Regions from separate parts of the Mus musculus genome. Here regions 2 and 3 are each linked to region 1. Evidence: chromatin contacts called from public Hi-C data. All regions are on one chromosome and are shown on one strand. The core of a region is the stretch at or near the end of the contact, and the rest is flanking DNA. Distances in the headings are between cores, read along the strand shown. Region 1 holds the start of Prickle2 (prickle planar cell polarity protein 2). Region 2 overlaps Prickle2 (prickle planar cell polarity protein 2). Region 3 overlaps Gm30688 (a long non-coding RNA gene).

The links. Hi-C and Micro-C count contacts between places; a contact is called where the count stands out from the background.
Region 2: a contact with region 1 is called in a Hi-C map of uterus, with 3 times the contacts expected there. The contact joins the enhancer-like site here to the promoter of Prickle2 in region 1. A contact is called at or near these places in 2 of 39 promoter capture datasets (cranial neural crest and embryonic stem cells), 2 of 484 Hi-C or Micro-C datasets (nephron progenitors and uterus), 1 of 115 datasets of contacts at active chromatin or transcription factors (embryonic midbrain) and 1 of 9 other capture datasets (embryonic stem cells).
Region 3: a Hi-C map of cortical neurons shows a contact between it and region 1. The contact joins the enhancer-like site here to the promoter of Prickle2 in region 1. A contact is called at or near these places in 6 of 39 promoter capture datasets (the 3T3-L1 cell line, Sertoli cells, cranial neural crest and 3 more), 1 of 15 datasets of contacts at CTCF or cohesin (stem cell-derived epiblast-like cells), 10 of 484 Hi-C or Micro-C datasets (the N1E-115 cell line, cerebellar granule neurons, cerebellum and 6 more), 9 of 115 datasets of contacts at active chromatin or transcription factors (craniofacial prominence, embryonic basal ganglia, embryonic forebrain and 6 more) and 2 of 9 other capture datasets (adipose tissue and embryonic stem cells).

The regions. Positions count from the first base shown.
Region 1 is chr6:92,704,112-92,708,309 of GRCm38.p6, reverse strand. Prickle2 (prickle planar cell polarity protein 2) reads left to right here and starts at 2,126. Exons shown (of 9, transcript NM_001081146.2): 1 at 2,126-2,206; 2 at 2,879-2,964. The coding sequence starts at 2,165.
Region 2 is chr6:92,444,801-92,449,204 of GRCm38.p6, reverse strand. All of the region lies in intron 3 of Prickle2 (prickle planar cell polarity protein 2), which reads left to right. Among named protein-coding and RNA genes, the nearest start is that of Gm38862, 42 kb to the right of the region's middle. Within about 2 kb of position 2,259, at least 19 of the 459 cell types and tissues checked have an H3K27ac peak or open chromatin away from gene starts, as enhancers often do. A contact at or near this core is called in uterus, where this site is marked.
Region 3 is chr6:92,284,676-92,288,761 of GRCm38.p6, reverse strand. It overlaps Gm30688 (a long non-coding RNA gene), which reads right to left. Exons shown (of 5, transcript XR_001785327.2): 2 at 283-429. Among named protein-coding and RNA genes, the nearest start is that of Gm30688, 17 kb to the right of the region's middle. Within about 2 kb of position 1,856, at least 14 of the 459 cell types and tissues checked have an H3K27ac peak or open chromatin away from gene starts, as enhancers often do. A contact at or near this core is called in cortical neurons, where this site is marked.

The DNA of each region.
Region 1 (4,198 bases), core at 877-3,376:
CCGAGTGTCAGTAGCTCCCCAGTTAAGGGTGAGGAGATCAGGCAGCCCTCCCTTCTGCACATTGGTTGGAATATTGATGGCTTGATCTTGTGCAGACAACTTCAGCTTCTGTGCATTCGTGAGTGCAGTGGTTCTGTTATGATCAGAAGACAACATCACTCTATACGCCATGGCTTATTCTCTACAACTGCCACCAAAGACGATAGTGGGTGGTCACCACTTACCTCAGTCCTTATTTAGTGTCTGAATTTCAGAACACTTTGCGTGTATATGTTTAAGTGTGTGCAGGTGCTCTGCTCTCTCGGGGGTTATCCACTTAGTCGTCGTTAGGGTTTTGTTTTGTTTTGTTTTGAGATGGGGCCTTTCATTGGTCTGGAGCTCACCAAGTAGGCTAGACCAGCAGAACAGTGAGCCCCAAAGATCTTCCTGTTTCCACATCCCCAGCTCTGAGTTTACATGTGTTTTCCACCATGCCTAGCTTTTGTTTTCTTTCTGTTTTGAAATGTGGGTTCTGAGGCTCAAACGCAGGCTTCATACTTGAAGAAGAAGCATGCCACCAGCTGATCTCTCACCATAGCCCTCTGGCTCTCAGAGCATTTTTATAAGGGAAGGAAGGATGGTGAGGTGGGCGAGGCAGGGCAGGATAAGGCAGGATTCAGCAGATATATCTGGTATTGATTTTGATTCTTTGATCACAGTACATAAATATTTGTCTTAATTGCTGAATTTATTCTCTGTAAATTGTGCTCCTGAGGCAAAGGCCTTACATGCCTCTCCTTAGAACCAAACTAAACTTCGTTGTCTTATTGGTGAACGTGGACAGCTTGTTCTGATGAAGAAGGGGGTGTCTGAGTTGCATCTGGCTATTCCTTTGATTTTGATAGATAGGTATCTTGCCCCCCGCCCCCCATTTGCTGGGTTATCCCAGGTGGAGATGGCTTCTCTTCATTCAACTTCAATGGCCCAGATATAAAATGCTAAGCCAGAAGATGACCATCTTCTTCTCAGTGATGACAAATTGTCTTCTTTTGACTTGCAGGAGTATCCAGAGTATACAAACCTACATATGTGCCTAAGCAAAGAAGACAGGGCCCTTCTGTCATTTGGGTTTGGTTGAGAACAGATGTCAACACATGATTTGTATGTCATGAATGTGTAAGGGATGGCTTAGTGGGTGGTGGAGAGAGTTCAGGGGAAGTGCTATTTGAGCGGATGTATCAATGACTAGTGGACACCATAGTCTTGCCTGTTAGAACAACATCCTTGTTTTCCATCTCTAATCTTGCATCAGTCCTGAGTTTGTGCCAGTTACAACCACTGCACATGACCTGACTCATCCTTCAACCATGCTATAAGATAAAGTCTTCTGTTACATCTTTATTTATTTATTTATTTATTTATTTTTAAGGGATTGATAAGAGGGCAGGTAATGGTGGTACATGACTTTAATCCCAGTACTCAAAAGCCAGAGGCAGGCCAGTATTTGTGAGTTAAAGACCAGTGTGTTCTACATAGTCCAGCCAGGGCTACATAGTAAGACACTCCCACACCCATCTATCGATCTATCTATCTATCTATCTATCTGTCTGTCTGTCTGTCTGTCTGTCTGTCTGTCTGTCTGTCTGCATATAGATACATACATTTATATGCATACATTTATATTAGACACATATATTGATAAGCACACAAGTTTAACAAATTTTGAGAGATCATTAATACACAGTGGAAGAAGAGTTTAAATGTTTAAATTTAATGTGAAAATCTCTCATCTTTGCATCTCCTCCCGATGTCTGTGAAGTGTCCCCTGCCTCCTAACTTCAGGGACCAGAGTGAGCGGAAGAGCTTTTAGGGGCTGGGCCAGCCAAAGAGTTCTCCCCAGAGGGCAAGGAAGCAGGAGAAAAGAGAAAGTGGCCTCAGCTGGTGCCAGAGAGGATGGGACTGGCTGGGGGAGGGCGGGGAGCTCGCCGAGAGGGGAGGGACCAGCAGGCGGGGAGCGAGCTGCAGAGGGAAGGGAGGAGGGGAAACGTGCTCTCCCGAACCAGGCGGGACAGCTAGGCGGAGACCGCCCGGCTGACGACCGCACCAGCCCAGTCCACCCGCCCTCCCGGCGGCTGCAGCGCGGACACATTCAACCGACAGCGCTGCGTGCGGGAAGCGCCCGGCCATGTTCAGCCGGAGCTCGCGGAAAAGACTGTCCCGCCGCTCGGTGAGTGTCCTCCACCCGAGCGGAGCCGCCCGCCCGGTCCCCACCGCCGGCAGCCAGCGCCCGGGCCCAGCCCCTCTCCACCCCGCGGCCGCGCACCTGTGGCCCCAGGTAAGCTGGCCCCGCGGGCGCGCGAGGGGCTGGGCCCTACCCCAGGCCGGGCGACAGTGCCACCAGGGACCTGGACCCTAAATGCCATAGTTCAGGGCACCGCGGGTGAACCTTTTTCTTTTCCTCTTCTCGTAAGGAATATGGGAACCCCAGCTGAGAAACAGGACCTGGGACTGGCTTTTGGGCGTCCCAGCTACCCTCTTCTAGGGAACCCTGGCTTAGTCCAGGACAGCCACCAGGTGGTCCCCGCAACTCCAGGGAACGGAAAGGTCTTGCTTTTGTTTCTTAGAAACCGGTGACCAAGGTGTCTGGGGGAGACAAAGCCCCAGCCAAGCCATTTCTTGGTGGTTTGGTGCCCATGCTCTCTATATAGACAGCCCACCTGGAATCACATGCCCTTCTCCAGGTGGGAGAATCTGGTCCCAAGTCCCCAACATCAGAAAACAGTTGAGTCCAATCACAGAGGCGGGGTGGGAGGGGCAGGCCTTCCTGCCTAGGATACAAGTGGGGCTTTGAGGGGAGCCCTGGTGGTGGACACGCTTGTGTTGTCTTTTTGTTTTGAAGTTGACTGGACTGGGTCGGATTGAGAGAGGCCAGCCATGTAACGCCTGTGGTGACCAGTGTCCCGGGTTCGCCTTGCACAAATGGAGGTAGGATGGTCTTAAACACACAACACTAGGGAAGAAAAATAAATACACTTTCCCCCTTTTAAGTCTATCCTGTAAGTCACATGGAAAGAATGCAAACACTGTTCCTTTAAGAGCCCAGCTACATCTGCTACAAATATTGAAGGTGGAAGTGGTGGCCAGACACTGGAGGATGCAGGAGATGCATTTTCCTGATGCCAGAGCTTTAAGTGGGAAGTCTCTAGGTAACTCTGCCCCAAACAATTCAAACCCGGAGCATGGCGGTGTTGCTAGGCTCCGTGGTGCAGTGGGTGGAGGATTGCCTAGACGAACTGGTGTTCTCCGATTGTGCTTTCAGTTCAGTCCTTGTAACTCTGGGTCCCAACCACAAATCCACCACTGCCTGCCTGTGCTGTGTCAACCTCTTCCCGTAGCCAGATGTTTCTTATTAATGTGCCTCGAATGTTGATTTTCAGGCAGCCTCAGCTGGCTTGCAATGATTTTGTTTGGGAGTGGAGGGATCCGGGTACCCTCCCACTGCATCTGACTGGTAGGGCGGTGATTGAGGGAAGTTGGGGTGTGGGTTTACAGACTCCGCTTGGTGATATAAAGGTGAGTTCCCTCCCTGTCATCTTGATGAAAAGGAAAAAGTGAGTACAGTGGACAGTTGGCCAGCATCATTCTTGGATTAAAGCATCCTTCCTCCCACTCGCAGGGTCCTTTGAAGGAGACTGTTTTGGATACAACAGAGAAAAGTTATTTGTGACCCCCTACCCCTAACCACCACCACCTCTGCACATCTCTAGTTTCCTATAGCACTGGTGCATGCTGGGCATTCCATGATAAGGAAGGAAACCCCCAGCTGGTTTCTTCAGAGATGAAGTGCTTTTGTTCCCACCTCAGATGAGCCTGGCAGGCTCTCTGCCTTTGTTTCAGGGCAATGAGCACAGACTTGGGGCTTTCAAGCATTTAATGACTAGTGTGACAGAGTCCAGGCAGGCAACATTATAAATATGTGATTGGATATAAGCGTCTGTCAATAGAGTCAGTGCTGTCTTCAAGGTGATATGCTCTGGGCAGGCCCTCGGGTGTCTCAGGTATGAAAGTGGCTTACACATGGGCGTGGATATTGAAACCTTTTTGTAAGCTAAATTCAGTGTGAAAGAATAGCTCATGGCTTCTCTTGATCCATCTGGCAATGTAATGGAAGTGATGAGCAGGGTAGGTGGTTTGCAGTCTCCCTGTCTTCTTTGCCTGT
Region 2 (4,404 bases), core at 1,010-3,509, 260 kb after region 1:
AGGACCATCCACTTAAGAAATGAAAGCCACCGTACACCTTCCTTGGTGCTTGTGATCTTGCGGTCTTGGCTTCATACCCTAGAAGCCCTCAGGAACCAGTCTCTAGAACATTCTACCAAGGTGTCTGCCCATGAAGAAGAGTTTTTTACGTACCTTTCTGGGTGGAAGGAAAATCAATAGGTCAGCAGGAAGCATCTGTCTGGCTCCTCATTTTACCCTGTGTAGCCATTGTCTTAAATGGCTGGTCAGTGCGCTCACTGGGACCATATTACTCAATGTTCCTCCCTAATGAATGTGTAAAAAAAATTAAATGGAAGCATTTCCCACAAAATAATGTAGAATAGACATGGCTATCAGGCATTTATTTATTAATTTACTTCTTTAGCAGATATTTATTATATACTAAGTATGCCTTAGCTTTTGTTCGAGCACTGGGGATAAAACAACTGAAAAAGATCATTAAAGTGTCTACTGTACTGTAGTTGTAAGAATGATGGTGGAAAATTAAGAAACAAATACATGATAAAAATAAGTCCAGCTTATTAGTCTTTAAGAAAGTGTGATAATATCCATAATAGTGAATAATAGTGTCAGACAGCAGTCCACGTTTCACTTGAGCCTTATTCAAACTATCTATATAAGACTAGGAACTGATTCCAGTGTCCTGAGTATGGTCCTGAGTGTTGAAAAGTTGGCTCATTTGGCCTGATCTCTCAGGAAGTAGCTGTTGAGACGCTGCTGAGTGACATGAAGATATCTATCTGCTTCGCAACACCAACCTAGTTTGTATGTTCCTTTGAGTGAAGTTTAGAAATGAAATGAGACTGGCACTTACTTTATACAAAAGCATTTGAGGAGAACATTGATGGATAATTTGGAGAGAAGTGAAAAGAGATCAAGGCATCCTTAGGCACAAGGGTTAAGAGGCCTCACTGCTTTGTATGTTTACTCTCTAGTGCCGGGATGTTTCTGTGGTATATGGGAGTAGAACAGCTAAGAACACTTACTCAGAGTGGGCTATGGGAGTCCTAAATAGCAACTGCCACATGCTGAACTTATAGCAGACAAATATCCTTTTTATCATCTGCTCTGCCTTCTAAAGTACAAGCCTATTATACGGGGTTCTATGTTTTCTTCTTCACCACTATAAGCTCTCAGCCCAACATCAGGTTCATGTTTACCATCAATAATCAGCTGTTGCATGAACAAACAACTGTATTTAATGCCCCCTCATAAATGTTGAGATTCAAATAGAACAAGAAGCTGGTAAGCCAAGAACCAGATCTACAATCTCCTATCTGTCTTGCCTCATCCCAAGACACTGGGCTTTTATCCTCCACTCTGCCGCTCCCTGGGTGCTCCACCCAGGAGATCAGGTGTAGTGAAAGAGTAGAACAGTGTACCTTCAACCAGCTTCATCTCTGTGGGCTGGAAATCTCCCCTAAGCTCGGGTTGACCTTGGTGACTAAGAAATATTCCCATCACTACAGGAAGCAGCTCAGCCCTCCCATCATTACAGGAAGTAGCGCAGTCCACCCTTCCAAGACTTGTCCCCATTGTCAATGTCTTATCTTCTTTGGCTCTCCGCCATCTCTCATCCCATCCTTACTCCTCGTCATGTTCTTCTGTTCCTGGTATAGTCATATTTCTGGACATCAGCAGGGACTGGTTAATGATGGTAAACATGCATTTGATGTTGGGCTTTGAGCCTATAGTGGTGAAGAAGAAAACATAGAACCCCGTATAATAGGTTCATACTTTAGAAGCCGGAGCAGACAATAAAAGGGGTATTTGTCTGTTAGAAGTCATCTGGGACATACATGCTTAGTGACAACTATCTTCCTAGCACTATCCTATTCACTAAAGGAAGGCATGGATAAAGACACAGTGTGTCTACCCTTGTGCAGGGGACAGCCTACTTAAGGATACCGATGTGTTAAACCTCTGTAAAAATTATCATTAGACTTGCCAACCACCTCTAGAATGGTGTTTTCATCTCATTACTCCAGTAGTACACGCTGAGCTCCAGATGAAATGCCATGGCTCTAGTGAGCTGTGTGCTTCTGCAACTGAACTGGTAGATTCTGTTCTCCCCAAAGCTGTAGTTCCTGCTTAAGCTTCGCTGTCACTCACCCCAATGTTCTCAGTGTGGTTCCAGGGATGTACGGGGTAAGGGAGGCAAGAAAGAAACAGGAGGAGGCTGCTAAGAAATCTCCTCCGTAGTTCTCAGGAAATTTGTCATGTGAGCAGTGCTTGTTTATCTTGGCTCCAGAGAGGCCCTGATGTCATTGGATGAAGATGGGAAATATGCATGCATGTGCAGCATTTAACACAACAGCCTGTTAATAAATTTGTCTTCAACAGAGTTTTCAGAGATGAGGCTAGAACCTGGGTTCCCAGGCTTCAGGGCCTCTGCCAGATGAAGTCAGCAACAACGTGGCTTCCACCAGCAGGGACTTGTCAAAGCTCATGGACAGAATGTGAGGCCTGGGGAAGCCAAGGAGCATTTGCAAGGGCAGGATGGAGCTTGCTGTTGGAGTTCTCAGCTCTCAATACAAATAGCTCTAGCCTTCTCCATGAATGCATCCTCAGATGCCAAGGAGTAAGTGTGGGCCCCAGGACTTGGACTTCCCTATGTGGTTTCACAGTACACACACTCTCTGCTAACTGAGCTGGGAAGAAAGCTGACTTATTCTCAAGATGACCTGCTCAATCTTAGGACTTGGGAGATATTTTTAGTAACTATGGGATAGCTAGATGAATCCACCATCAAATCATCAGATAACTACCTTCCTTCCTCATCTTTCTACCTCTCTCCCTGTTCACTTATCCATCCACTCAAGCATTTAACCATTCATTCCTTCAATTGTTGTTTATTAGGTACACATTATGCACATGTCATTAGTCTAGGTGACTCCTTTCCAGATGCAATAGGACACTCCCAGCCTTATGATTTTACTTTATGTACCATAGTGAATTTCTACCTCTCAGGGAGCTATAGAGGGAAGACCCACACTGACTTCAATTTCTGGGCTTATCATGTTTGGTTTCTAACATCAAGTGCCGGTCCTTCCAGGCTGGACTGGAATCCCTCTAGGCTCATAGCTTTGACTTGTTTGCACTGAGTTCAGATCCTGGCTGTGCTACTGTCTGATGTTGGCCATGTGAATTTACCTTCATAGACTTTTAACTCATCCTCTGCAAGTAAGAATGTCATCACCTAACTGTAGCATAGTTACAAGGATCCAGAGGGACAATGTCTTAGGGACTGATGCTTTCAAAATGACTACTGTTTACAACAGTAGGAAATCACTCAGATGTTTGTCAGCAAGTGAACGGATTAACAAATGAGTTCCATTTGTGTGAGATGCTACTATCTGCAATAAAAGGGAGCAAATTTTTGATATATACAACAATGTGGATGGATTTCATATCATTATGCAAAGAAAAAAAACCTACCCTGAGACAAAAAGGTATAAACATTATGATTCCATTCATATAAAACTCTGGAAAGTGCCAATACGCAGTGACAGCAGGCCAGTGGCCACTTGGAGGTCGGGTGGTATGGGAAGTAGATAGGGAAAAAAAAAAGAGCAAACTTCAGGAGGTGTTAAGTGGGTTCACTGTCTTAGATATGCCAATACAAGTATAAGAGTATACATATGTTAATCAGTTCTACATGTACTTTAAATATGACTAGTTTGTTATGTGTCAAGTACCCTGGTGAGGTGAGGTGAAGTTGCTCTTCAGCAAACAGGAAGGCCTGCCAGTGAGATCCTCCTAAGTTTCTATGACTTGCCTCAGGAAGTAATTGAGCCAATTACTTCTGGCCAATTAGCGTCAGAAAGACCTGCTCAATATTAATTATGCACAATAAAAAGAGGAAATGAAGGCAGGCACTCAACAGTATCCAAATGGACAGTACTAAAACCTCAGCCCCACAAACTTGCTCATTTCATCATCTGTAAATTCCTGAGGGAGGTGTGTAACATGTAGTTGGCACGCGGTAACTAATGATTCTAGCTGTTATGGGATGGAAGTTAGGAAGATTGATTAAGACTCAGCAGTCAGATCTTGGTCAGAAAAGCTGAGGATTCCAGAATTTTCACTTGCAAAAGGATAAATCCATAGGCTGGGAGCTGGAAAGGAGCCAGGTCTAACACACAGGTATGCAGTCCTGTGTGCTGCACAAAGGTGCCTGGGTGAAGGCACTATGGGAAACCGATTCTCACTTGGGCTGTGGTGACTTCAGAAAGAAGTACATCACTTGACATATGACACCACACAGCTTCCCTGACTGATGCAGGGCTCCATCTGCTTTCATTGCAACTCCCGTTTTCTCCCTTGTAGTTGGGATTCTCTATATCTCAAACTTACATGAAAGCCTAGTAGTAGCTTGGAACA
Region 3 (4,086 bases), core at 607-3,106, 420 kb after region 1:
AAAAAAAAAAACAAAACCAAAAAACAAACAAACAAACAAACAAAAAAACACACACACACAGAGGAGGAGGAGAATTGGTAGTACAACACGGGGGTGGGGTGGGGAGTGATGGAAGTTTGTTATGGAGGGGTGTGTGGTTAATGTGTGATAACAGGAAACAAGGCATCATGATTAGACTCATGGGATATAGATCCAGATGTTTGAATCCAAATCCTATTCTATGGTGTCCTACTCAGAACAGATACTGACCTGTTGCTGGTCAAGGGTCAGAAAGGGCCTTACAGTGCCATGTGCTGTGAGCTGCAAGCACCATACCAGGGGGGATAAGAAGAGCCTCCCCTGCCTCTGGGTTCAGTCTTTATGAATATGCACATTTATGATCAGACCTGCTGGGCATGAGACCTGGGAAACACTTGAGTTGTTCACAGGCTGTAAATCAAAAGAAAGAAACAGGCCATTCACTCTCATGACTTCTAAAGTTCTGTTGTCCAAGGAGCTTCTCAAAATATGGGGGTGCCTGACTCTTTAGCGGATTCCTCACTCTATCTCTGTCCCCATTCTTGCCTTTTAGGGTATCCCCATCACTAACCCATGTCTCCTCACAGAAAAGTCTACCCTTGATTTAGGCCCTCATCAGTTCATCGAGTGACACCTGAGTCAGACTCTTGGCTGTGGGTTGGGCGCCCATCGTAGGACTATGATTAAGGCAACCATCATTGACCAGTTTCTTTCTATACTTCCCCAGCTTCTTGTTCCCTGCTAACCAAACTAACCTTCAGGACCACTACAGCAATCTGGATGTCTTGTTTAACTAGCAAACTCTAATATGTCCAGCTAGCCACTTCTGTGTGTTCCACCTCAATGGGAGAGAAGTCAAGAGTACGTTGAAGGACACCCATCTCAGGCACCACTGCTTGCTCCGTGCAGGGGTTCCATGTTCCTCTTCTCTTTGAAGGGAACTTCTAACAGAGAGTCTTTGCTGGGTCAAATTATATTCCTCAGCCTGTAGACTTCCTTGGGTGCTGTAATAAGTCTGGACAGCCTTCAGTGAAGATCATGGTTGTCAGTTAAACCCTATCCATCCACTCCTAATACCTTTTTTTACTCACTTTTTATCCAGCACCCTAACCTGCTCCTTAGCCATCCACTTGCACTTGACAGTGCTACCTCAGATGAGCCCCATCCCTCGCCCCCTATCACAGTGGACACCCATGGGACTTTTGTTTTTTAGCACCATTTCTAATCTTTGCTGTCCACCCTTCTCCACCATGTGGAGTTCCCAGCACCTAGACTCTGCAGCAGTCCTTCGACACCCCATGCCCAGCCTGAGTGTCTTCTCTCTGTGTGGCTCTAGACCCTTCTGAATGCCAAAATGCAGTGAGGCTCTTTGTCTCGAAGCTCAGACTCTTGGCATGCTATGCATCAACCTTATTATTCTACTCCCTGGGGGAAAAAAATCCCAACACTTACCTTCATAAACCGATCTTCCCTGACCCTGGAAGTGTCAATATGCCTGCCCCATCTGGGCTATTGATCTCAGTCTTGTCCACGTTGAAGGCTCTGTTACTTCCCTCATTGACCTGTGGTCACCCTACACCATCTTCCCCCATTCAGCTGTTCTGTGTTGGGTGGGACTTCCTCAGTGGCAGCTCTCTTCTGCATTTGTGTGACTTCCCCTTCCCACTTTCTCCCATCCAAGGCCTGATTCTGCTTATCTTCTAAAGTCAGACACGGTTCAGGGTGTTCTGGCTGTAGACTCTTGGCCCGTTTCTAAGCATGCAGGTGTCCCTGAAGATCTCCACCCTTACCTCTCAGCTCTGACTACATCTACTCCTTGTTCCCACTGAGAATGGGTCAGCCTGCTTCCCTGTCAGCACTTAGATGCTAGCTAGATGCACATAGCAGAGGTCTAAGAGCATTGATGCATGTGAGGCAATCTTCGCTCCTACCATCCCAACCCATCTCCCTGTTTTCCTCATCTTAGGAAAAGGGGTATTTTTCAATTTCAGAGGACAAATATCAGGTTGCTTTCTACTTCAGCCCAGGCTTGTTCCAAAGTCCAATCGTGCCCTCTGCTGGCTCACTTGAGAATCTCACTTTTACAGCTTAGTTCAGGATATGGCTGTGCCCAGATTCCACCTTCTCTCTCTCACTCACCTGTTCATTTGTCCTCCCGTGAGCAACATATAAAATTAGAGTCCCATTTTATTGAAGATGCCAAGGCTGGTGTCTCCCTGTGTGAGCCAGTTTGCATACCCTATATGGGAAGCTCATGGCAGCGAGTGATGGAGTCTGTGGTGAAGGACAGTGCCTACCATATGGACCATGTGTACATGCCATGTGAGCCATAAAGCACCACAGGACCTGTCTCATCCAGCTTTACTCATTCCTCCTCCACTCAGGCCACACTGTCCTTCTATGCTCTTTATTGACTACAACAAGCCTTGCTATACTGGCTTTCTGCTGTCCCTGGGTATTCCCCTCTGTGTGCAATCCAAAGGGCTTATCTGCATAGTTATACTATACTCATTCACATGTTTTACAGAGATTCTTCAGGGATGTTGGCATTTGACCTTTCTCCCATCTCGTAGCCTAGAATAGTCTTTGGGGTGTAGTAAATACTCAAATCTGTACCAATGAGGTGGCAGGATGGGCGCATCAGGGGATATGGCCCTTGCTTTGGCTCATCGATGCCTCTACAGCAGCGTTCTCAACCTTCCTAATGTGAAACTCTTTAATACAGCTCCTCATGTTGTGGTGACCCCCAACCATAGTTATTTTCATTGCTAACTTCATAACTGTAATTCTGACACTGTTATGAATCGTAGTATAAATATCTGATATGCAGTTTATCTGATATGCAACCCCTGTGAAAGTGTCATTTGGCTCCAAAGGGTCGTGACCCACAGGTTGAGAAACACTGCTCTACAGCATTCCACTTGGAGTTATGCCAGTTTACCATCACCTCATTTGAGGGCATTTGGGTTCTCCATTCGTTCAGTGCTATAAACAAGTTACATCACACAGCCCGGGATCCTTGTGTTCCCATTCACAGGTCAGTACAGTAAGAAATTAGTAATGCCAGTGTCTCCATTTGGGTTTCATTGCTATGAAGAAACACTAACTATGACCAAGGCAACTCTTGTAAAAGACAACATTTAACTGGGGCTGGCATACAGTTTCAGAGGTTCAGTCCATTATCATCCTGGCAGGAAGCAGACAGACACAGTGCGGTAGAAGGAGCTGAGAGTTCTGCATCTTGTTCTGAAAGCAGGCAAGGAGACTGTCTTCCGCATGCAGCCGAGAGGAGGGTCTCTTCTGCACTAGGTAGAGCCTGGGCATAGGACCTCAAAGCCTGCCTATACAATGACACACTTCCTCCAACAAGGCCACACCTATTCCCACAAGGCCACATCTCCCAGTAGTGCCAGTTCCCTTGGGCCAAGCATATTCAGTCCACCCTCTTCCTCTACCTGTGTTTTAAAAATGGAATGCTGAACGTCTTCCCCTAAGGTAAATGGCTCACTAGAAAATGCTCACACAAAGCTCTTGGGTGTAGCTCACAGACAGAGCATTTATTATCTAGCATACATTTGGTCCTTGGCCCCATCTCAAACCCTAGGAGCAAAGCAAAGTCGATGAGGTTTCATTCTGCTAGTGGACCTCTTTCCCCTCCCACTTCCTGTGCACAGGAGCTTTGGGTCCGATGGCCCTGCCTAACAATGAGCATGTGGCCTTGATCTCAAAATCTTTGAACTTCAAATTAATTGCCACTCGATCATAAAATCTGTTAGGAATAGGGTCAGGGTTTAGGTTCACACAAGTCTACAGTTAGGGCTGGGTTAGATTGATGGTTATAGTTGACTGTGGTAAGGATTGGAATTGCAGTTCACTTTAAGGCTAGGGGTGTGTTCAGTATTAGGAATAGGGTTCGTGTGAGGGCTATGGCAGTGTTAGGGTCAGGCAGGGTGAGGGCTAGGGCTAGGAGTTAAGTTAGGGCTAGCTTTAGCATTAAGATAGTCTTAGGTTTAGGATTAGAGTTAGGATGGGGCTCTTGGGGATCAGTTTATCAGGTGTTTGTGATAG